Linked DNA regions of Mus musculus: regions 1, 2, 3, 4, 5 and 6 are each linked to region 7. A link is a contact called in public HiChIP or PLAC-seq and promoter capture Hi-C data. All regions are on one chromosome and are shown on one strand. Each heading gives the region's core, a stretch centred on a gene start, on an enhancer-like site or on the middle of the called end of the contact. The rest is flanking DNA. Distances are from core to core; before and after follow the strand shown. Region 1 holds the start of Cep162 (centrosomal protein 162). Region 2 has its middle 100 kb from the start of Cep162. Region 3 has its middle 130 kb from the start of Cep162. Region 4 has its middle 71 kb from the start of Cep162. Region 5 has its middle 28 kb from the start of Gm23176. Region 6 has its middle 79 kb from the start of Gm28231. Region 7 holds the start of Tbx18 (T-box18).

Region 1 (3,053 bases), core at 167-2,666, 480 kb after region 7:
TTGGGAGACGAGGCCTAACTTTCTGTTTCCCAGAAATGAGACCCTAAGTCCAGGAACCTGTGGTCAGCAAACCAAGCCACAGGCAGCCAATCTGTGGACACCTTGTCATCTGGCCTGAAGTAAGAATAGGTATCTAGAATGGATAAGAGATCCCTCCCCACCCCAAACCTGGGAAGTCTCCAGAGCCCTAACCAATTGTAGAATCAGTCAAACTTCTAGAGATAGAGCTAACCAATCAAGGCAAAATGGCACAAATTCCTCCCTGGAATTCCCCTAACTGACAAATATAAAAGCTAGGCCTGCAAGCCCACTCACTACATGTGTCCATTCCTGAATGAGGAGACCCCTCCTTGCAGGAAATTCTGCTGAATAAACATTCTTTGCTTTTGCATACTACTTAGTTTAGGGTATCATTCTCCCAAGATCTTGGACCCTAACAAGTTGATGGTAAAAAATAACTATGGTGAGTGAGACTGAAATGAGACCTCAAGTGGAAAAAAATCCCCCAACTTTCTCAGCTTGTGTACATGACTAGCCACCATAGCTCTTCTTGCCGCACTCCTTTAACAGTTGTCTGGGCTACTTGTCTGCTTCACGGAACCCACGTCTATAGGGCATGGAATGTGCTCAATTCAGTATGTACTAAAAGAAAAGCCATAAGCTGAATTAAGTTGACTTGTAAATTGTAAAATTTAAATAATGTACATAATGCTCTCACCAAGCTTAAAATGGTAGCTTAAAACAGGTCTCTATTATTGCATTTTAATCGGATAGTTTCTGGCTTGTACACACTCAGATGTCAATATGCATTGTTGAGTGAAAAGTTCAGGCCAGAAAGGAGGTACAGAACTATGTATACCAGAGGCAAAGACCTTTACTGTTTGAAGATTTTACTTTCATTCCAAAATGTTGTCTTCTGATTTGGTGTGCCTGTGTATACGTATCCAGAGAGCGAAAGAAAGAGGAGAGAGAGAGCGGGTAAAAAAGTAAAATAAAATAAAAACTCAAGCAAACCACTGCAGAAGAGAGCTTTGAAAAGCAGGATACCAGAAAAACCAGAGCTGCTGAACTAGTGCAAGGCTCTCACTGAGAATCTTGGTATTGTGTATTTTCAAATGCTTGTCCACTGGGTGGCGGACATCTCTTCTAACACCGGAATTATTTCTAATGCATTTGTACTTTTCTCATAACACCCACACAAGGCTTATTACTTGAAGGAAATCAACCCTCTTACACCGTTTTTAAAACTTTCAACCTGGACAGTAGCCTTCAAATGAAAAGGGTGGGAAAGGCTGGAAAGAAGAGCAGCTCGCTGCGGAAGGACGAGCACAAAGGGACTAAACTACAACTCCCAGAAAGCCACGCGCTGGCTCTAGATGGTGCGCTTGCGCCTGGGTCTTCCCGGCCGGCTAGCTGAGCTCGGGATTTCCGGGAGTAAGAGAAAGCGGGATGTGCACACTGCTGCCGCGCCCACGTCCCTTACGGCCGCCACATCCTGCAGAGCCGTGAAGGTTCCAATCTTTATTTGAGAGTCACCAGAAGACTGACAGCTTGTCTGGCTGCTCCCTGGGTCACGTGGCAGGCAGGATCACGTGACACCCGGGAGCCCGCCTGTAGGGGTCTGTTGCCCTGACAACAGCCCGCTCGCCGGGACTTTCCGGGAGAGCGCGGGCTCCCAGGAGCAGGTAGGTGAGGCGTTGTGGCTGTCTGCGACCCTGTTGTTGTTTCCAGGTTGTACCTCAGGCAGGGTCTCCGAACTTTGTTTTGCGCATTACTCCGCTCCTCTGTCGGGACTCCAAGTCTTTGCTTCGAGCTAGCCCCCAAATCTGCGCTTCCTGCAGCCTGGACTGAGCTGAGGGCCCTTTCGTGGGGTTTGCCTCTGACTAACCTGTTTGTCCAACTCCTCATCCTGACCCTAAGACCTCTTAGTCGAAAATGCAAATAAAAGCACTAAGTATTCCACTGAAAGATGGTGGGCAAACCTGCTGCCGTCCCTTAGAAAAGAAAACTAGCGTTTGTTCGTGTTGCCCTAAAGAGTTAAATCCAAAGGTTTAGGACAGATCTGAAGATGGCCTCTCCTAGCTGAAGTCCAGCTTTGAGACAACTTGACTAGATCCCATTAAAGGTGCTCGCGGCATTGTTTCTTTTAGCCTGCCTTTGCTTCAAGAGAAACATAAATAGTAGTTAATGTGTGTCATTAACTTCCAAGGGTATTCTGTGCTCGTTGGGGATGTTTTAAGACAGGATTGCACTATATAGCTCAGACTAACCTGAAATTCAGGCTTGTAACTCAGGCTAACCTCCCAACTAAAGAGCTGTCTGTCTCCTAAGTGTAGAAATCTCTGGGATGCACCACTAAATTCTTTATTATATTCTGAGTCTTATAAATTCACTTAGTTTATGTCTGGAAAAAAATCCTGATTATAGAAAGTCTATTTTGCAAAACCCTTAATTTGAAAATACGTGAATCCGGAAGCACAACCTGTATACTGTGCTTTACAAGAAAAAATATTAGTCTTTCCACTCCTGCTCTTTTAATTTTTTTTTTTTTAATATTCTCTGTGAGGACCTGGATTCTGAGAGGTATTAGCAGAGACAAATACATATACAGTGGAAAAGATCCTGGAGCCCACCTCTTAGCGACTGGATGAAATGTAATGATCAACCTTGAGAAGACATACTTCATAAGCTACTTTCCCAAGTCAGTTAGCTTCAATGAATTAGACCTCCAATGGTGTCTCGTAATTGCAATATAACTGTCAAGTTACATCATATATATGTGTGTACATATATAAAACTGTCTTGAGAAGTTGAAGTTTAAAGTAGTGTTGTTTTAATGATGTTTAATGATTGTTTTCCTCCAGAGGTGTTTATTTTTCCATCTGTTTCTGTCATTTAGTGTTTCCAATGCTGTGAATAATTTTAAGATACTTGCTTTGTGACGTGAAAATTACTAACCATGGCTCACTATTTCAAAGTAGACCTTGATGAAGAATTTGAACGGTTTATGAAGGAGGTAAGCTCAAGCTGTATTTATTGTAATATTTATTGTA
Region 2 (3,308 bases), core at 217-2,716, 370 kb after region 7:
TTATGTTGGGGCTATGCTTAGCTTGGAAAATATCTTAAGTCACAACCATATTGAGTCCAGCTTCTCTCCTGACCACGTTGGCTTAGCAAGAGCTGGCACTGTGGAGTGTGCGCTATTTCCCCTCTGATCACAGGGCAGACTAGAACTGTTGTTCCCGTTCGCCTATAGCTCTGCATCAAGAGGATCATATTGCTTAGCAGCAGCCTGGGAAAGAACTATAAACTGAACCACCATGCATCAAAGATCAGGCCCCATTCAAGAGTGAAAGATCAAACCGTTTCCCCAGCTAAGCTAGACACACAACATGTCAGGTTTGAAAAGTCTCTCCTGTCACAAATTTCCAGGAGAAATCATGTGGCATGGTGCTAACAGCCTCCAGCAGCTAGCTCCTAAAGTATGTGATCCCGCTATGCCAGGCCTCCTGTTAAGTTCTGTGCAGGTGCAGCCGGCTCTCCATGGGGAAGATTTTGAAACCTGGGTTAAATAACTCCTATGAGATCAGGCTGTTCTCACTGAAAGAACTGAGGCGTGAGCACAAAGCTTTTGACAGTATTTACCAAAGACCTACTATGCACCAAGACTTCACCAGGAATGGGAGTATCTAGAGGTGAGGAAGACAAATAGATACTTCTGTTTCACGTGATTTTATTCTGATAAAGGGAAATTGGCATATGTGTTTGTGTGTGTGTGTGTGTGTGTGTGTGTGTACATATATATGAAAACATAAATATATACATAAAATCTGTGTGCATCAGTTCCAAGGCAGAGCCAGGCAGGGACATCTGAATGCAGGGAGCAAAGAGAGACACAGCCTTGCTCACAGTGAGCCTTACTGAGGCTTTTAAAGGAACCAAGCCACTGAAAACAGTGGCTTTATTGTACCAAACAGTTGCCGTAGCTGATTCATTTCAATCATCCCCTGGAAATTGTTAGCAGCAATATTAAAGGTAAAAAAGGAAAAGATGCAGGATGGCCTCAAGGGACCTTGGTCCCCAAAGTGGCACAGTGAAACCACAGCAGCCTGCTCTGACCGTTTGTGCTCCCACCACCTCCAAACCCCCAATCCGAGGTCCATCCAAGAGATGGGGAGGGACCAGAGGATTCTAGCATACTTTTCTGGCTTGTGAGGGTGGAAACTGATCCAGCCACTGATGTCAAAGGAAGGCAGGCAATGGGAAGGACTAGAGTGAGAGAGTGAGGGGCAGAACATTCCCCCCAGTCTCCTCACTCCACAATGAACTCTTATTTCTTGCCAGTTACAGAGTCTTTACCCTGTCAATCAACATCACCTCAGTTGACTGTAAGCCATGTGGATTTCATCAGGACTTCCATTATACACAGACTATCAAAGAAATGACTGTTTGGGTTTTAAAATAAATACAAGAGATGCTCTTGTAGAGTGTGACCCTATCACAGGGTGTAAGAAGGGAGATTTGTCCCATGCTCTGCAGTGCTTCCATGGTTCAAAGTGACATCATGAGGGCTGCAGGGATGCTGTGGTTATGAACACTGGCTGCTCTTACAGAAGTCCCAGTGCTTGGTTCCCAGTGCCCAGATGTGCAGCTTACAATTGCTCATAACTCTAGTGTCAGGCGATCTAATACCCTCTTCTGGCCTCCCTGCAGCCTACACACACTCACACACTCACACATACATGTTAAATGTGTTTTTAAGTGACATTTTACAACTACAGGAATAAACTTTGCAATTAATGTGAGCCTAATTTCTGGTTGTGTGGCTATAGCCATGATGCAAGACTAGAGGCCACCACTAACACTGCCCAGCAGGAGGTCTGTGATTGGTGTTCCCTCAGGCAGCTTGGTTTCTAATAAGAACTTTAATTTCATCATATGTCTAAATTTAAGATTCTTGTCTGGATGAAAAGCTGGAATGCTTTCAGTCATTATTTCTGCAACACATACATATACATATACATACACAGACACACACACACTCATATATGCACTCACACACACTCACAGTTCCATACATATATGTGCACGCACAGTGTCTTAGTCAGGGTTTCTATTCCTGCACAAACATCATGACCAAGGAACAAGTTGGGGAGGAAAGGGTTTATTCGGCTTATACTTCCATACTGCTGTTCATCACCAAGGAAGTCAGGACTGGAACTCAAGCATGTCAGAGAGCAGGAGCTGATGCAGAGGCCATGGAGGGATGTTCTTTACTGGCTTGCTTCCCCTGGCTTGCTCAGTCTGCTCTCTTATAGAACTAAGGCTACCAGCCCAGAGATGGTCCCACCCACAAGGGGCCTCTCCCCCTTGATCACTAATTGAGAAAATGCCTTACAGTTGGATCTCATGGAGGCATTTCCTCAACTGAAGCTCCTTTCTCTGTGATAACTCCAGCTGTGTCAAGTTGACACAAAACTAGCCAGTACACACAGTGAAGAGTAAGTCTCCCACAAGCAGTGTTTTATAGGCTATCCATGAGTCTACATACCTTTGAGAACATAGTCATACCTAGATTAAATGAACTGCTACTCTTACATGTTGTGGCATGTAAATATATTGTTCATTTACTATCTGATAGATGCAGTGATAATTAAAAAAAAACAGAATGTTAAGTTCCCTTCCTTTGTAAAGTCTATGGCAATGAAAGATTAAAGTAATAAATTAAATAAATAACCAATACACTAGCCATATAGTTGCCATAACAAGGAGACCATGATACAAAATACTGAGTATAACAGAAACCCAGTCTAGACTGGACAGTCAGATGTGAGTTCCTGGAATAAAGGTTGTGGTGGTTTGAATATGCTTGGCCCATGGGAAGTGGCACTGTCAGGAGAGATGTGGCCTTGTTAAAATGAGTATGGCTTTTGTTGTAGGAAGTATGTCACTGTGTTGGCAGGCTTTGAGGGTTCCTGGTGCTCAAACTCCACCACTGCGGAAGAGAACCTCCTCCTGGCTGCTTTCAGAAGGGAAGTGTTCTGGGCACCTTCAGATCAAGATGTAGAACTCACAGCTCCTCCAGCAGCATGCCTGCCTGGCCTGCCTGGATGCGGGGCCATGCTTCCTGCCTTGATGATAATGGATGAACCTCTGAACCTATAAGCTAGCCCCAAGTAAATGTTGTCTTGTAAGTTACCTTGTTAAAAAAAAGTGGGGGGTACCTTGTCATGGTGTCTTTTCATAGCAATAAAACCCAAACTAAGAAGTCATGGAGCACTTAGTATAATTAGTAAAGTTTGGAAACTTTTTGGAACACACTTTCACTCAACATGAGCTCAATTTATTGTGTCTCTTTATACATTTGAGCCAAATGCTTGAAACATTAAGATACTC
Region 3 (3,102 bases), core at 57-2,556, 340 kb after region 7:
GACTCTCAGGAGACAGATGCAGGAGGATTGCTATCAGTTTGAGGTCAATCTATTCTCATCTAGAGAGTTCTGGATAGCTGAGTCTATACAGCAAGATCTTGTCTCAGAAAAACTAGGGTAAAAAAAAAAACAAACAAACTAATGACAACTGCCAAAGCAGTTGGTAGACTATATTTCTAGAGATCCTTTGGATCTATCTGCAGAATACACTCTTATCCCCAGGTGCAGTTCCAGAGTTCTTAGTTCTTAGACAAGGCCCTCTGCTTGTTCCTCTAAGCACTGGCTGAAACTACACAATTGTCCCTTCTCCAGAGAACACCCTTTGGCTGTCTTGTAGTGAAAGAGTGTCTCTCTTGAAAAACAGTTGGTAGCCAATGACAGCTGAAAATACAAAAGAACAGACCAACCCTCTGCCTCACACTGAGGACAACTCTGGTACCTTTTGCATCCTGAGGCTTCCCCCTGGAACCATGGGGAAGCTGTTTCAGATCAAAAATGTTCTCACTCCACTTTCTTCTCTCACTGTTTCTCTTCTTTTGAACATTCCCCATTAATGAAACACTTGATAGAAACCTCCATCTTGGATTGGGTGGCAGAACTCCAACTTAACATCAACTACCAGGCTGGTGGTGGATTATAAGCTTGGGTTCAACTCCTTTGTGAAAGGAGAAATGTCTTCTCAGAGAAGGAGCTAGACCAGTGATGTCACAGGAAAGGAAATCTGAAGAAACCTCCATGGAAACAATATTCTCCTGTTCTCTTCTTAGAATAAGATGATACATAATGTCAGGTTCAGAATAAGGGCTCAAAAAAAAGAGCCAAAAACTTCACTTGCCTTGTCATTAGTTCTTAAACACACACACACACACACACACACACACACACAGGAGGACTCTTCTCTAGGCTGCTTTAGTTCATCCTAAAGGGAGACCACCTGGAAATGTGGAATTCAAATCAGAATAAGAAGGTAGTATAAATTTGCCTAGCCCTAGAGGATCTTTGAGTACCAGCTTTCCCTGTAATTACTGGATAGTTGGGCAGCTGGTCAGTCTGTTATTTGGATTTCTGGTGAAATATCCCTATATCATTTACATATGAACTAATAACAACTAGTGCCCCAAATCAGACAGACACAGAATAACATGACTTTATAAGTTGATTGGACCAAACCAATGGTTCCTTCTGATTCATTGCCCAGCTTATGACTGGCCTAGAGAAATAAAACTGAGAGAGAAGAACTCCATGACCAAGATCCATAGAAAAACCTGGACCGGGAAGAGAGAGTTAATCTTTGTCCATCTGGTTTTTATTTTTCTCCGCCACACTCCATCAGCCACTACAAAATATCCCCATGTGTTCCTGGGTACTGCCGAGCCAGACATCTGGAAACAAGCACCCTTGTTTTTAAACTGTGATAACAATAGAAGAATTAGAGAAATTTCGTTAAATGCTTCATTATTCTAATGGGGAAAAACTCTAGCCATGAGAACTGTATTCAGGTCACTACTAGAAAGCGTGATTGCCATACGCTCTTGTCCTAGTTCAGGCATCTAACTCTGGTGTTTTGAATGTAGAGGCATGATTTGTTAGATGAAAAAAAAAAAAAACAAAACAAATAAAAAAAAAAGAGGCTAAAACCAAACAAGAGCTCTTATTTAGAAATGAAGAGCCAAGTCAGGAGTTAAGGACCTTCAGGCTAACTCCAATAAATAGAAAACACCAATGGATTTTTTTTTCATACCAAAAAGAAAACATTTGAACAAATAGGACTCTATCAAACACATGTGCATGTTCTTAATTGTGTTGCCTCTAAGCTAAAATTGCTCCCCAGTCTCAGATTAATCACATTCATAAAGTCACCAGACTTAAGCCTGGGCAGGAATTTTGAGCTTATCATGGATAACTCATTGATTTTGTTCTGAGTCTCAATGGCTAAGAGGTCTCAGCTCTGATGCAAACCTAGGGCATGAGGGAAGCTATCCCCAACATGACATGGCTGTGCCCCAGAGCTTACAGCCATAGACAATGCTAGCTCCCTTAAAATACTAAAATTATCTTAATTAAAGATATCGATGAAGCCCGGCGGTGGTGGCGCACGACTTTAATCCCAGCACTTGGGAGGCAGAGGCTGAGTTCGAGACCAGCCTGGTCTACAAAGTGAGTTCCAGAGCAGCCAGGGCTACACAGAGAAATCCTGTCTCGAAAAAAACAAAAACAAACAAAATAAACAAAAAATAAAATAAAGGTATCGATGGCATCCATTCTCAAGTCATGTATTCACCACAGAGGTGGCTGCGTTGCCTGCAATTTCTGCCTCTCCATTGTAACAAAATTGTGTTGTAACAAAAAATGCAATTGGTTTTTTAAATAATTTCTATTGGATTAAAGCACACTATTTTTAATTTCTTGATATGTTATCTTCAGATCAAAATCAGGCTGCCTGCCCACCACAGCCTGTGTGACAGGTACAATTCAAGGAGTCACAAAGACACTAGCCTTCATTCTGCCTGTTGCCAGAAAGTAACTGAACTCGGAACTCGATCTTCACATGCCTTGTGCTTGAAGATTCGACTCTACTGGGCTGCCTCATCAACACCAATGATGTAAGAATTCATGAGTTAGAATATCTCCTCCAAATGCAGGATTACAGCAGAGTCACTTCATTATAATTCTGTTCCAGGAGGATAGTTGACAAAAATGGTAAAATTAAAATTAAACAAAATCACTAGATTACACTAAAGTGCCATCCACTTTCATGCTATCCAGTAGAGTGAAGACTTGGCCCATCTTCTTGACACCAAATAAAAATGGACTACCTTGTACTTGCTTGGGGTTGTCAGGTGACCGTCTCCTTTGCTCCATTCAGTAGATGCCATCCAGATGTGTAAATTCACCTTACATCTATATTCTTTCCACTGTATGAGTCCCCTTTGTGGATTTTAGTAGGGATGAAAATAAAACAAGCCTGCACCTGAGCAGAGTTAACACTCAAAGTCAATTCTTTTTCTTTTTCTTTTTTCTTTTTTTTCTAAAGTCAATTCTTTAGGGTTTTCTAGACATTCAAAAGAAGAAAAACACAGATTCAAATTCCTTTGCTTTGGA
Region 4 (3,233 bases), core at 332-2,831, 400 kb after region 7:
TCCAATACCAAGTGGTCAGAACTGGAGCCAGCATGTTGTGTTTATATACTTATGGTTTGTGTGTATGTAATAATAACAATGAGAGAAAGTTGGGTCATAAATTTGAGAGAGAGAGAGAAAGAGGGAGAGAGAGAAAGAGAAGGAAGACATGAGAGGGGTTGGAAGAAGAAAGAAGGGGGGATGACATGATTATATTTTAATTTAAAACTAGAATATTTCAACAAGAAAATGTTTTCCATTTTCCATTCAATGCAACACTGTCCTACCCAACTCACCCACAGATGTTCCAAGAGCAATTCATACAGGTAAGTTTTGTGAATGACAAGCTACCAACAGGAATGAAGGCTGCCAACGTAACTTGCTTTGTAGCTGCTTAAAGATAAGGCAAGCAGTATTGCTGGAGTGGGTAATAACATTTCAGTAGTTGATGCTTTGCCTTGGCAAGTCACAAGGGAGGAGAAGCAGTAGGCAAAGTTCTGCTCTAGTAGGAGCCAGGAGCTAATTACTGAGCTGAGTGTCTTGATTTCAGCAGAACATACCATTTAAGTAAAATTGGACACGAACACTACATTCAGAACCTCTGTTATCGCATGGTAATTATACAAAGGTGTTTCGTTATCACATTCCCATACAGAACCTCACTGATGGTAAGGATCCTTTAACCTCATGTAGTTAAATGTAGAAATCTCTAATGGCCAGTTCCACAGAGAGGTAGTAATGGTTACATCGTATACTTGCTACTACATAGATTGCGGCTAGATGTATTACAAACCAATTGCTTTTTGTTATAGTTGTCACTGGATTCTAAAATTGTCCAGTAAAGTTCTGCGTGAATTTGGCTACTGTGGTCTCTTTAGAAATTAACTTGACTCAAAACATCAGTGTCTAACACTGTGATTGCTTTTTCTTACTTTCTTCCCCTCTGACTTCCTCACTCTTTCCTTCCCTCCTTCTTCCTTCCCTCCCTTCTTTCTCCTTCCTCCCTCCCTCTCTCCCTCCTTCCTTCCTCCTTTCCCTCTCTATCTCCCTCTCTCCCTCTCTCCTTGACTCCCTCCCTCCTTCTCTTTCCTTCATCTATTGAACAGAGAACTATTTTTATTACAATACAACCAAGGCAGCCTTTCCCTCATGATGCTGAACCATGAAGGAGTCATAAGAAAGTCCCCAGGGAACGGTACATCGTGGGATATTTGCTAAGGAGACACATATGCAGATAGCTCTGGAATGTAACCAAGAAAGGGGAGATCAGAGGAACACTTCGCTGAACATCAGTGTGATTGGCAGTTGGAGACACTGCTCCAAGGCCAGTAAGTGGGATGAATCATTTTCCATAGCGTTGTCTACAACCAGACCAGTCTCTTTCCACACCTCCTCCCCCCCCCCCCCAGCTTACTGTTCTGCCAAGCTCCTCTTGCTTATTTAAAGCACCTCTTTAAAACTGTTGCCCTTAAAGAACTGAGATCAGGAAACTGACAGCTCACAAAACAGCTTGCTGGCACAAGGGCTCAAAGGAGCAGCCCCTAAGAGCAGAGGCTCTACTCTTAGCCCAAGTACAACTTGCTGTAATCCCCCTGCCTTCTGTGTGTTTGTAATACAGGCCTCCTTCATTACAGATGCTTTGAAGATCTCACCTTCTCCCATTACTCTGTCTTCTACATAAAATGGCCACAGATGTGAGACTGTTAGAATGTGTGAGAACTGCAGCTGATAATTCATAAACCAATAGGGCTCAAACTTTGTTCAGATTTGGTGTTGGTAAGAGGGCCTGTTGCTGCAGGAGCACCCCCTACTGTCTATAAGGAGAAGTACTAGAACTGGAGACAAGCTTGGAAACACCCGTGTACACCTAGTGTCTAATAACAAGCAGTTACTGGCAGACGTTCTGAGAAACAAGAGCAAGGAGGTTGTGCATTCAAATGGTCAAACTAAACACCTTAATTTTGTCACTTTTTCAAACTAATATATTTAATAATTTTCCATCTTCTAGAACAACTATCACCACAGGATATGAGGTTTGACTAAATTCTAAGGTCTTGGAGGGGTTTCACTTTGATTTTTGTTTGTTTGTTTAAGTTCTTCTTAAAATGTAGTCCAAGCTGACTGTGCAACAACTGAGCAAAATGGAATGACACAAAGAAAGATTTCAACAGAGCCTGCTTGTATAAGAAAGGACTCAAAGGTGCAATATTGGCAATTGTCCCAGAGACATCCATAAATATAAACAGGACATAATCAGAAACAAATTGGATTTCTTAATGAGTACAAGTTGATGCTAAGCTCATATCTAAAGAAGTAGGCAAGAGTTATCTTGTTTGATATATCGAATATCAAACATGATGAAAAATTACTGTAACTGAAATATCAACAACACTAGCCAAGTGAAGTTGCCAGAAACAGACCCGTGTATTTCAAGTGAGACAGAATTGATAAAAGCATCCCGCAACTTAATTGAGAGAAGATTAAATGAGAAATGTTGAGAAAATCAGTGAAATCCTTCTCTGAAGACCTATCCAACAAGAAGTTATAGCTGGGGGAACTATCTAAGCAAAGGAAATCATAAAAGCAACAGGGAAAAGTGTAGGACGGGATTTGGGTCGTTCTAGGGAAAGTAAATGTTCCCGAACCAGACAGAAAATGAGCCGCATAGTTGGGAGGATGAAGGGGATTGGTGGGAGGGGCTGTGAAGGAGAGAGGCTAAAAGGGAATTGGACAGCAAATATATATTAGGTACATGTATAAAAATGTCATGACTGCATATGCAGCAGAGGATGGCCTAGTCGGTCATCAGTGGGAGGAGAGGCCCTTGGTCCTGTGACGGGTCTATGCCCCAGTGTAGGGGGAATGCCTGGGCCAGGAAGCGGGAGTGGGTGGGTTGGTAAGCAGGGGAAGTGGGGGGGGGGGATAGGGGTTTTTTGGAGGGAAACCAGGAAAGGGGATAACATTTGAAATGTAAATAAAGAAAATATCTAATTTAAAAAAAAGGAAAATTGAAAAAAGAAAAAAATGTTATGACTAAAACTCATTACTACATATAATTAATGTATACCAATAAAAATATTTTTAAATTTTAAAAGATGAGTCATAGCTCCAGCCAGCAAAAGGAACACATTATCATGCAATTTCATTTAACATGTTTGTGTTCCTCCCATTTATTTCTGATTTCTCAATTACTCTTTTATTTTATTTTATTTTATTTTATTTTTATTAGATATTTTCTTTATATGTATTTCAAA
Region 5 (3,012 bases), core at 371-2,870, 320 kb before region 7:
ATACATATATATGTACATATGTCCATGTGTTTATATATATATATGAGGGGTTTCTGTGTCTTCTTCCACTGCTGCAGAGCCTGTGAACACCACCAGGAAGAAATGATGATGAGGCTGGTGGATCCAGGAGGGCACACAGCCTCCCTCTAATGGTATCGGCAGAAATTATGGTCTAGACTTGTGCACTGTTGAAAACACCAAATGGCTTTTATTTCCCTAGCTCATGGGGTCATTGCTCTGTTATTGATGAGCCTTCAGAATGGTATTCTTCTAGCTCCTGCACATATGCCTCAGCAGACTCCTTAGATATCTGCTCTCAGACACTCTGTGGATTTCTGTCAGGACAAGGATGGGTTGATATTGATCTCAGGTATTCTGTCTTTACAGGTCATGTTTATTTCAGTATGTGCCTCCTAGTGTAATTATAATAAAATTATTGAAATCTTTGTCATGGATAAAACTTCCAGTTAACCCTTATCACAGACTGTGCTCTTCCCAGAATCTACATTGTATTGATTACCATCAGAAGGATGCAACAGATTCAATGGCATCCCTAGGCAGAGGACAACAGTGATAATGACACTGATGGCATGCCAGTGACATAGACCAAGTAGTATAAACTTATCAGCAGTTATATATCAGGTGCATTATATATATAAAAGTATACATGATATTATATTTATTAATTATATATTACCATATGTATATGTTATATACATACATATTATATACACATATAAGTACACATACAATATAGACATACATAATAAATGTATATAAACATGATGTATACATATTAAACATATGCTATTTATATGTTTTATTTCATCTCATTCTTACAGCTAGTGCATGAATATTATAATTCTATTTTATAGTAATAAAGGAAAATAAAACGGAGACACAGAAGCTAATTGTGTAACGTGCCCCATGCTGGTAAGTTTTCAGATGTGAGTCCACCCTGATGAACACAAGGTCGTGAGTGTGGAGAAGTGGGTGTGAAGGGAACCTTCCATGTGCAGGGCATGTGGCCCTCACCTTTGAGCATATGGCCGCATGGGACAGCACACATACTGTGCTGAACTGTGACTTCTTCAGGAATGATGCAGATAATCTTCAAAATCTGTCAACTCAGAAGTCTGACTGAGTGTCACTCTGTGACCTAAGCAAAACACTGATTTCTCTTATAAAAGAACTCAGTACTTTTGTACATAACTTTTTCCTATCAAGAAAAGCTAGTTTTATAGTCAAAATGCTAGATTTTAGGTAGATAATGAAATAGCTATGCCAGAGTTCTCTCCATTCTCCTTTGCCCCTTCAGAGTGTTCTCTTTCTGTTTCCTCGAGTCACAAACATCTGTTTTTGACCATCCAGCTAATTGGGCTCCATTGAGTGTTCTAATGAGGGCAGAGTGAGCGAGGGAACGATTTAATGCCCACAGAAAAGCATGTTTCTAATTGTATATCCGGTGAAGGTGGAAAGGTTAAAGTAATGAGCTGCTCGAGAGCTCTGGCCGAGAGCGAGGGCTTTGTTGTTTCACATTTCATCTCTGTTATTGTCACTGAGCCCCGCTCTTATTTCCACCGTGGCATTGATTGCCAAGAGGCACTGCTATTACGTTCCATTATCATGCCAGTTCTGAAGGAGGTCGGTCTGTTCTTACCACGCAGTGACAGTGTGCAGGCAACTATAATCACCCCGCTCTCTGTTGCACTCCTCAACATCTTGTATACAGCTGTGAAGGGCGGCATTAGTGCCAATTAATCTGGGGGCAGGTTTACTGAAGGAGGGATGTAGTCCAGTTTGAAAGGGATAGCCCTCGAGTTTTCCAAGTGGCATTTTGAAAGAAGAAGGAACTTTAACTGAAAGAAGCATTCATGTGAAGAAACTCTTGCTTTTAAGTTGCATGGAGATTGACACCTCTGGATAGCTCTAACCCCCCTGCATTCTCCAGAAAGCATAGAGGCAGAGTCCAAATCAAAGGAATGCATTTAATATCTCAAGGTACTTATATTTAAGAGAGTGACTAAAAACCTTATGGAAATGTGCTTTGGTGGAGTGGCACTTAAGTTAGTGGCCAGGGATAACAACGATGAGTGGCCATTTTAGCAATGGAGGACTCCATTTCTGTGAGTACATGAGTCCTTGAGATGCAGTGCTTGGGTGTGGCAGGGAAAACTTTTACTTTCATTGTTGATGGATAGCTTATATTTTTAAAGTGTCACAAGATAAAAATATTTAACCTTCGGTTTTAGAACTCAAAATTCAGTGTTTTAAAAAGGGAAATTAAACTATTCTGTATGTTTAGCCCTCTCCTCTCTGATCATGCAGTTTTAGTGTCTCAAAGTAACACACAGATGATTGAATGACTCATTTAGTTGGTTTAAGATTAAAGTATAATATTAATTCTGATATTTGAAAATATGTTTGACACACAAGATTGCTTTTCACACCCCTAAACATAACAATATCTCAGGATGCTCTGCTCTCTTCTATAAAACAGGGTACCATTTCCATATGACTTAGACTCAGCCTCCTGGCTGTCCAGCACTATCTTTTTTTCATTATTTGTTTAAAAAATATCTAATTTTTATGTTTGAGTGTCTTGTATGCATGATTGTCTGTGTGCTACATTTGTGCCTGGGATCTCAGGAGGCTAAAAGAGGGTGTTCAGTCTTCTGGAACTGGAATTATGGACAGATGTGAGCTGTCTTATATTATCTCTTCCAGGTTGCTTTGGTCATGGTGTTTATCATCAAAACTCAAACTAGAAGAGAAACTGGTACCAGGAAAGCAGTGTAGTGCTTCAAGAGATATGAACATGTCTTGGGGAAGATTGTGGAATCATTTGGAACTCAGGCTGGAAAGGCCAATTCTCAGAGCTTCCTGAGCTCTTAGGGGAGCTTGGAAGACATGCCTATCAGTGGAAGAGCAGACAACTGAACCTTGACTTGTGAAGTTTCAGAGAGTAGCAAAGATTCTACCAGTGCTTCTTAGTGCAAATTTAAGAGATAT
Region 6 (3,357 bases), core at 439-2,938, 450 kb before region 7:
CCCTGCGGTCTCCGAATCAGAGAACCTCTGCATGAGGGGCTTAGCTTTGTGTTCCAGGGAGGCCTCAGTGTTTGACAAGCTGGGAATGTTTTGGATTAAAATGGAAGCACGTTGGCAGAGTGATGTGGGGAAGCTTGCGTAATGTAAAATGCTTGTCAGCACCCTGCCTCGATTGAGCCTGTGCTTACGAGCACCTCCGTTTAATGAGTCCAATATACACCTATGAGTTTTTATAAGCTAACACAAAAGCAAGTAAAGGAGGTGAAACGCATATGCTTTCTTTTTATTTATTTTTTTGACTAACTGCGATATTTCAGGTGCTCACCTATGAGACTTTCAATATCTATAAAACTTCCGTTGGGAACAATTTCTGGAAGCAGTCGTCTGCGTCTGGAGTCTAGGTTTACACAGTCCTCTGAAGAGGCATCATGTCCATGGTTTGAAAATATGAATTAAAGTGGCTCCTTTCCCCCAATCTATAGTCTCGATTTCATATATTTTGGCTAGAAACTAAGCCCTCTGAATAATCTAAATAGCCCCTTGATCCATACAGTTATTATAAAAAAAATGTCTGCCAAACGGTCAGTAAATGGAATAATTGCAAGATGAATGAAGCTCTTGTCATAGAGTTATCTGATTAACTGAAGCTTGAAAATAAAAAAAAAAAACCACTCCACCTTCTTACTTTATTAATGAAAATCTTTGGACCATTGTCCTAACCTTAGTAAATTCAAAATAGTAATCATGATAAAACTATTCTCCAGTGGCTAAGAATTCTGTTGTGCTTGAGGCTCCTATTCTTGAACATTGACTCTCATTGGAGGATGTTTCTAGGACGCCATGGATTGTTCCATAGGATTATGTAGTTCAAGTTTAGATGATTCCGCTAACCGAACCTTAGGAAATGGTGCTTTTTTTCCCCCCTTCCTTTGTCCTTTGTAGAGAAAATGCTGAAAAAGACTGACAGTGTTAGTAAGAAACAGGTTTGCTCAGATGTAGCTTAAGACATTGTAAAGCTGTCTTGAGCATTCAAGAATGTAGTGGGTTTTGCATGTGCCAGAACCCTTTAGCTTACAGCACCCCCACTCCAAGATCAGAAAGTTCAGGGATCCACAGAGCCGAAAGAAGCATAGCTCTAGCCAGAAAGAGTGACAGCGTGCACAGTACATATTGTATATCACCCCCTTTTAAGAGACACTTTTCAAAGAAGACATAAGATGAGAATTCCCTAGCTGGACTCTCCACTCTCATCATTACAGCATCGTTGGCACAGCAGTTCCCTGACATCTGTACCAAAGATGTTGCTGATTGCAGAACACACAATACGGGCAGGGGTTGTCAGCTGCTCTGGGTTAGTGCAGCTGATGTAATCACCAGAGTTTCATTCATAACAAGAACCCGTCTTATATGGCCCCTTAACCACTCAAATATGGATTTGTGCGGCTTGGGTCAGAGTTCAAGTGTGTATGCAGCACAAAGCAGTCCAGAATGTTCTGGTAGATATTTTATTTGCCAACAATGTTTCTTTCAGTTGTGTCCAATAAAAATAGTTTGAGTGGATGGATGGTGTGGAGAGACAAGGTTCTCATACCTATAGGTCTCTCTGATCTTTCACCCCCCCTACCCCATGAGATCTCGACTACACTTTTCATCAAAAGCACCAGAGACACGCTTCTTCAGGATTGATTCTCAGGCCTGCTTTGCAGCGATTGATGATGTGTGCTTTCCTGGTGTAGCCATGTGGATAGTGTAACTGATCTTCTCTTACTAGGCAGTTAATGAGTGCTTTCCTTTGCCTGGCAGGCTTCTACTTCTTTTTAAAGCTCTGCTTGGGCTGCCCCTCTGCAAGGCAAAGCACCGTCCTCCAACACCTCTGCTTCTGCCCTCGTAACATTGTGTGTTTAGAGATGTTGGAATACTCACACTGCATTAAAATGTTGTGTTTATATCTGTCATTCTCTCTAATAGGTGCGCTTCTCTAGGGCAGTGACCTTGGCTAGCAAAGGAATATCTCACAGTTTTCAGACAACTTTAGCTGGTGTGCAGGAGTTGGATTTTAAGGTGTCACCTGCTTCTAACACTCAGTTATATTCAATTATATCTGAGAAAGATTTTTGCTTTATCATTCCTTTCCAGTTGTTCAGCTCATGACAAGAAGAAATTCTGAGCTTGCCTTGCATATATTATTATTGTGCTCCTATCGCTAGCATTACGACTTTTTACTAGTATTAGGAGAGATTAACTGCAAGGCCCACGGCTTGGACCAATCAGAGTTTTGCAATATTGTTTGGTAGTCACCATGTTTATCTATTTATGTTATCTTCTACTTATGACAATTGTTGCTCCTTTTCACTTATGATTGCAATGTGCAGTTTCCTGTTTTAATAGAATTCATCTCAGTAGAACATGAGTTAAATTTGGAAAGAAGGAAACGTGAGCGGTATGCAAGGCTGGCTCCAGCAACACCTCACCATGAGGCTGCATCCTAACCCTTCAGCAGTCAAATGGAAGTGATCAAAGCCTACAGAGAAACAAGATCACATGAAGTGCGGCATGCAGGCATTGCAGAAGCATTGTAAAACACACAGTTGCTATTATTGCCTTTCTGATAATGCCCAGTCAGGGCTGTGTATGGCTTGCATTTCTGTCCACAGGATCTTGAGCTTGCTCCCTGAACTCCCCAGAGCATTGCCTTGTGTGGTATTTGGTACCATATCCCTTACAGGAACATTGTGAGGATTTTCAGGATAATCCAGGCTTCCTTTTACCCACCTACTTGGGAGCAGGGGGAAAGATGGTGAACATTTATGGAGGATTAACATTAACAGATGGGTTCAAAAGTATTGAGATATTCAAATATGTGCAGAAGTTAGTGATTAAGGGCACCTCTAAGATGGTCATTGTATGTGTGTGTCTGTGTGTGTGTTTGTGTGTGTCTCTGGGTGTGAGATAGTTAAAGAGGAGATGATCACAACTTCCCATCTCCATAGTGTTCAAAAGCGTAAGAATAAATTGTCAGCTCCTTTTCCAGACAAATGCTTTGTAGTAACAAAAGGCAGAGATAGAATAAAGACAATCCATTACACATAGCAGTTGACACTGTCTTTTCCGCAATAAAATTTAAAAATCACCTATATTTCAGTATAAATTGGAGTCACTTATAACTATTTAAGTGATAGTTTATATAAATATAAAGGTATAAACTTAGTCACCTTAAACTGTATTTACAATGACAGAACTATCTTTATTTTTCTATAACTCAAAGTCATATTTTTTGTTTTGTTTTGTTTTGTTTTGTTTTGTTTTGTTTTGTTTTGTTTTGTTTTGTTTTTTCGAGACAGGGTTTCTCTGTATAGC
Region 7 (3,244 bases), core at 456-2,955:
TGAATCCCTTAGGCTGCAAGCCGGCCTTGCTCGGAGAACCGCTCCATTGGACCATCTATGAGGGCCCAGGGCTGGGGCTGGGCGCTCTAGCTCAATGGGCAACTGAAGATACGTAGCTTCACGCGGGAGCTTCACACAGGGCCTTGAGTTGTTTGCTTAAACTCTACAGACTTCGTCCTAGACTCTCCCTACTAACCCAGAACTTTCCAGGCTGCCTCTTCAAGCTTTCTGGTTGGCTCCCGCTTTAGGCCAAACTTCACTAACCGGGTTGAACTTATTCAGGATACCACATCACCCTACACTCTGATGAGTCTGCGAGAGCTTCTCCAGACAGCTTCAAGCCAGTAGGCTACACCGGCTCCCAGTGCCCCAAATAAAACAATGTCTTCCAATTGAACGCATTTTTCAGGCATTTAAAAATCTGCATCCACAGCAAAGATATTACCAAGTCCTTTCTGGCCCAGGCCTTGCAGGCGCCTCTAGGCACTCGCTGCTTGGTTCAATTTCTTCCCAGCACTCCAGTCCTGAAGGAACTGCAGGTTTCTCTATCTATGATTTAAAAACAAAACCCTCCTTCCGGGGTTGATGGTACTTTCAGAGGCCATTTTCCTGAATGCCGAGGAGAAGCCAGAAGAAAGCTAGGACTGCAGTGTTTAAATGAACATCGAATAAAGGAGGCAAAGCAAAATGAAACAAAACGAATCGTCCCTGGCCTATTTTATACTAAAGATTTGTGCACATAGTGAATTTTATTCTACAAGTGATTTTTTTTATTATCCCCATCAAACCCACATCCTGTTAATCCTAAGAAAATGTTGAGTTTAAACAACAGAACTGCACATACATGTTTGCGATCGTTCAATTCTAGAGTTCTGCTTTCTTTTGAATTTATTTTAAAGAAACACGCCGATTAAAAAAAAAAACCAATATGAATACGAAGCTACTTTTAACATACAGAACTTTCAAAAAACATACAGAAATTCATAAAACATGGTTTACTTTGTGAAGTTTTGAAGTTAAACCTATATCATTAAAGACAAACAGAATTAAAATCCCAGGACCTACGTTTTAAAATAATTAGTCCTAAATAAAAGGAGACACCTTTCCTGAATCGGTTATATGAAGGTCTGAGAGATATTACAATGATTAATTTTTAAATCTAAAAAATATCAAATATGCGTAAACTCATCTCACGTAAGAAAAAAATCTTCGGAGTAAGATTCAAGCCCGTGGTCATTCTCTCCATACAGTGGGCATCAATAGATGCAGGAATGTTTAAGTGAGAAACAACAAACTGTTGGCTGTAAGTTCCTGCCTCCTCCAAATGTACTTCTTAGCCCCATGGACAGGGATGAGAGACCGGAGATTTAAGGGTCCTTGAAAGATCCTCTATACTACTAGTTACGGATCTCTTTTCTCGGTTAAACCCTGAGGCTCAGCCTTTCCTGGTCCTGATAAGAAAAGCCTGAGAAGCGACTGGGTTGGCGGGTGTCAGCAAAAGAGGGTTCAGCTTTCTAGAGACTGGCAGAGACGAGCCAGATGGCGGCGCTTTTCGGTCTGAGATTTTCCGACCTTGTAAGGAAGTGGGCGCGGGCTGAGCGGAGTTAGATTCTCCTGATTGGTAAACCGTTTCGGTGATGGACAGCTCCATAGGACCCTCCCCCGCCGCTTTATTGACACTAATGAGCAAGTTCTTCCCACCGCTCTCCTGCCTTGAAGTGCTGACAGATCAAGGCAACAAATTTCAATTACAATCCCTAATTTGTGTCCGCAGAGTGTTTTTTTTTTCCCCGTGTTAGTCCTCTCGGGCTCATCAGTCGAGGCAGATCTTGGAGCAGCAGGAGGAGGTGGAGGGTTTGGGAGTCAAGAAGTGCATCATTGAACTCGAGGGAGAGACAGAGGGAAGGAAACTTGGCGGCCGCGTTCCTGCTTCCTCGGATCCCAACGCCAGAGAAAGAGGAAACGGCAAATTTGTTTTTGCCCGCAGCTAGGAAGGGGACAGATCTCGGGAGGCATCGGGAGCTGCGGAGCGTTTGGTGGGGGGCCAGGAGGGCGAGCGCGTGCGTGCGCCCCAGCCGCGAGTATATGAGAGAGGGGCGAGCGGGCTCGGGGAGGCGGGGATGGCGGAGAAGCGGAGGGGCTCACCGTGCAGCATGCTAAGCCTCAAGGCGCACGCCTTCTCTGTGGAGGCACTGATCGGCGCCGAGAAGCAGCAACAGCTTCAAAAGAAGCGGAGAAAGCTGGCCACGGAAGAGGCGGCGGGGGCGGTGGAAGACGCAGGCTGCAGCCGTAGCGGAGGCGCGGGGGAGCACGGCTGCTCGGAGGCCGACGAAGAAGCGGCTGCCCCGCCGCCGGCAGCCGGGGCGGCGTCCGGGCCAGCGCGGAGCTGCGCGGACGCGGAGCGGAGCTGTGGCTCCCGCGGAGCGGCGGGTGAGTCGATCGATCCCTTCCTGCCCCAGCGGCTTCCCGGTGCGTCTCCGCCCGGCTCCCGCGAACCTGAGCTTCGGTGAGGCAGCGCTAGCGCCCGCTCCTCCCGGGCCTCCGCCGCCGAGCCCCGGGGGCAGGCGTTGAGCCGTCGGCCCCGCACACCGTCCATCCGCGGCTCTCTGCCCGGCTCGGCGGGCTGCCGCCGTCCTCGCCTCTGCGCCGGGAGGGTTCGAGCCCAGGGCTGCCGCTGCTTTTCACTTCTCTAAGTTTTAGGGGCCCCCGGGGCGCGTGCGGGAGGGCGCGGGCTAAAAGCGCGGAAAAGGGCTCGGACGCCCAGAAGTTGGGTGCGCCAACCGGGGAGGCGGCGGCGAGCTCGCCCACACTCTCTGCCCTTCTGAACGCGGAGCGCTACTCCTCCGGAGCCCAGGGCGCCTCGGGGCGGGCTTTTAGCTCTCTTCTATCCGCTGTGCTGCGGGGCCCGGAGAGCCAGCAGCCCGGAGGATTGCCTGGAGCGGGGTTTGGGGAAGTTCTCAGAAAGTGCCTCGCGCGAGGCCCAGAGGCCCGGCGGCCTCCTGGGGCGGAGGGAGGAAGGGGTGACCGGAGCAGATCCCGGCAGCGGCCGCAGTGAGATCTGCGCCCAGGGACAGTGAGCTCGGGGACAGGTCTCAGGCCCACAAGGCGGGGCGCATGGGGAGTTTGCGGGCCTGGCTCTGGGACATAGGAACTCGGTGGGACCCTAAAGGCCTCAAGGCAACTCCGATCGCCCCGCGCGGCAGGACTGCGGGCAGCTGTCCTAGGGCCTGGCCCTGAGATGATC

Evidence for each region. Promoter capture Hi-C pulls out the DNA fragments that hold promoters and counts their contacts. HiChIP or PLAC-seq counts read pairs in DNA pulled down with a chosen protein or histone mark.
Region 1: a promoter capture Hi-C map of neural stem cells shows a contact between it and region 7. The contact joins the promoter of Cep162 here to the promoter of Tbx18 in region 7. A contact is called at or near these places in 8 of 39 promoter capture datasets (the 3T3-L1 cell line, cranial neural crest, embryonic stem cells and 4 more), 10 of 484 Hi-C or Micro-C datasets (LSK cells, cerebellar granule neurons, cerebellum and 6 more) and 10 of 115 datasets of contacts at active chromatin or transcription factors (the NIH/3T3 cell line, astrocytes, craniofacial prominence and 7 more).
Region 2: an H3K27ac HiChIP or PLAC-seq map of oligodendrocyte precursor cells shows a contact between it and region 7, with 5 times the contacts expected there. The contact joins the enhancer-like site here to the promoter of Tbx18 in region 7. A contact is called at or near these places in 4 of 39 promoter capture datasets (the 3T3-L1 cell line, cranial neural crest and frontonasal cranial neural crest) and 6 of 115 datasets of contacts at active chromatin or transcription factors (craniofacial prominence, embryonic limb bud, neural tube and 3 more).
Region 3: a contact with region 7 is called in an H3K4me3 HiChIP or PLAC-seq map of embryonic limb bud, with 5 times the contacts expected there. The contact joins the enhancer-like site here to the promoter of Tbx18 in region 7. A contact is called at or near these places in 6 of 39 promoter capture datasets (the 3T3-L1 cell line, cranial neural crest, frontonasal cranial neural crest and 2 more) and 6 of 115 datasets of contacts at active chromatin or transcription factors (craniofacial prominence, embryonic forebrain, embryonic limb bud and 3 more).
Region 4: an H3K4me3 HiChIP or PLAC-seq map of embryonic limb bud shows a contact between it and region 7, with 5 times the contacts expected there. The contact joins the enhancer-like site here to the promoter of Tbx18 in region 7. A contact is called at or near these places in 7 of 39 promoter capture datasets (the 3T3-L1 cell line, 3T3-L1-derived adipocytes, cranial neural crest and 3 more), 1 of 484 Hi-C or Micro-C datasets (ventricular fibroblasts) and 4 of 115 datasets of contacts at active chromatin or transcription factors (craniofacial prominence, embryonic limb bud, embryonic stem cells and 1 more).
Region 5: an H3K4me3 HiChIP or PLAC-seq map of embryonic limb bud shows a contact between it and region 7, with 4 times the contacts expected there. The contact joins the enhancer-like site here to the promoter of Tbx18 in region 7. A contact is called at or near these places in 7 of 39 promoter capture datasets (the 3T3-L1 cell line, cranial neural crest, embryonic stem cells and 4 more), 10 of 484 Hi-C or Micro-C datasets (embryonic fibroblasts, embryonic limb bud, embryonic stem cells and 3 more), 11 of 115 datasets of contacts at active chromatin or transcription factors (craniofacial prominence, embryonic forebrain, embryonic limb bud and 4 more) and 1 of 9 other capture datasets (adipose tissue).
Region 6: a contact with region 7 is called in an H3K4me3 HiChIP or PLAC-seq map of craniofacial prominence, with 4 times the contacts expected there. The contact joins the enhancer-like site here to the promoter of Tbx18 in region 7. A contact is called at or near these places in 11 of 39 promoter capture datasets (the 3T3-L1 cell line, 3T3-L1-derived adipocytes, the HPC-7 cell line and 7 more), 8 of 115 datasets of contacts at active chromatin or transcription factors (the NIH/3T3 cell line, astrocytes, craniofacial prominence and 4 more) and 1 of 9 other capture datasets (adipose tissue).

Annotation. Positions count from the first base shown.
Region 1 is chr9:87,253,895-87,256,947 of GRCm38.p6, reverse strand. Cep162 (centrosomal protein 162) reads left to right here and starts at 1,416. Exons shown (of 27, transcript NM_199316.2): 1 at 1,416-1,685; 2 at 2,900-3,016. The coding sequence starts at 2,960.
Region 2 is chr9:87,354,794-87,358,101 of GRCm38.p6, reverse strand. No RefSeq gene overlaps it. Among named protein-coding and RNA genes, the nearest start is that of Cep162, 100 kb to the right of the region's middle. Within about 2 kb of position 1,466, at least 4 of the 459 cell types and tissues checked have an H3K27ac peak or open chromatin away from gene starts, as enhancers often do. A contact at or near this core is called in oligodendrocyte precursor cells, where this site is marked.
Region 3 is chr9:87,385,930-87,389,031 of GRCm38.p6, reverse strand. No RefSeq gene overlaps it. Among named protein-coding and RNA genes, the nearest start is that of Cep162, 130 kb to the right of the region's middle. Within about 2 kb of position 1,306, at least 7 of the 459 cell types and tissues checked have an H3K27ac peak or open chromatin away from gene starts, as enhancers often do. A contact at or near this core is called in craniofacial prominence, embryonic limb bud and second pharyngeal arch cranial neural crest, where this site is marked.
Region 4 is chr9:87,325,104-87,328,336 of GRCm38.p6, reverse strand. No RefSeq gene overlaps it. Among named protein-coding and RNA genes, the nearest start is that of Cep162, 71 kb to the right of the region's middle. Within about 2 kb of position 1,581, at least 3 of the 459 cell types and tissues checked have an H3K27ac peak or open chromatin away from gene starts, as enhancers often do. A contact at or near this core is called in embryonic limb bud, where this site is marked.
Region 5 is chr9:88,048,014-88,051,025 of GRCm38.p6, reverse strand. No RefSeq gene overlaps it. Among named protein-coding and RNA genes, the nearest start is that of Gm23176, 28 kb to the right of the region's middle. RefSeq lists an enhancer at 78-2,449. Within about 2 kb of position 1,620, at least 13 of the 459 cell types and tissues checked have an H3K27ac peak or open chromatin away from gene starts, as enhancers often do. A contact at or near this core is called in craniofacial prominence, embryonic limb bud and second pharyngeal arch cranial neural crest, where this site is marked.
Region 6 is chr9:88,179,607-88,182,963 of GRCm38.p6, reverse strand. No RefSeq gene overlaps it. Among named protein-coding and RNA genes, the nearest start is that of Gm28231, 79 kb to the left of the region's middle. Within about 2 kb of position 1,688, at least 5 of the 459 cell types and tissues checked have an H3K27ac peak or open chromatin away from gene starts, as enhancers often do. A contact at or near this core is called in craniofacial prominence, where this site is marked.
Region 7 is chr9:87,729,721-87,732,964 of GRCm38.p6, reverse strand. Tbx18 (T-box18) reads left to right here and starts at 1,705. Exons shown (of 8, transcript NM_023814.4): 1 at 1,705-2,430. The coding sequence starts at 2,121.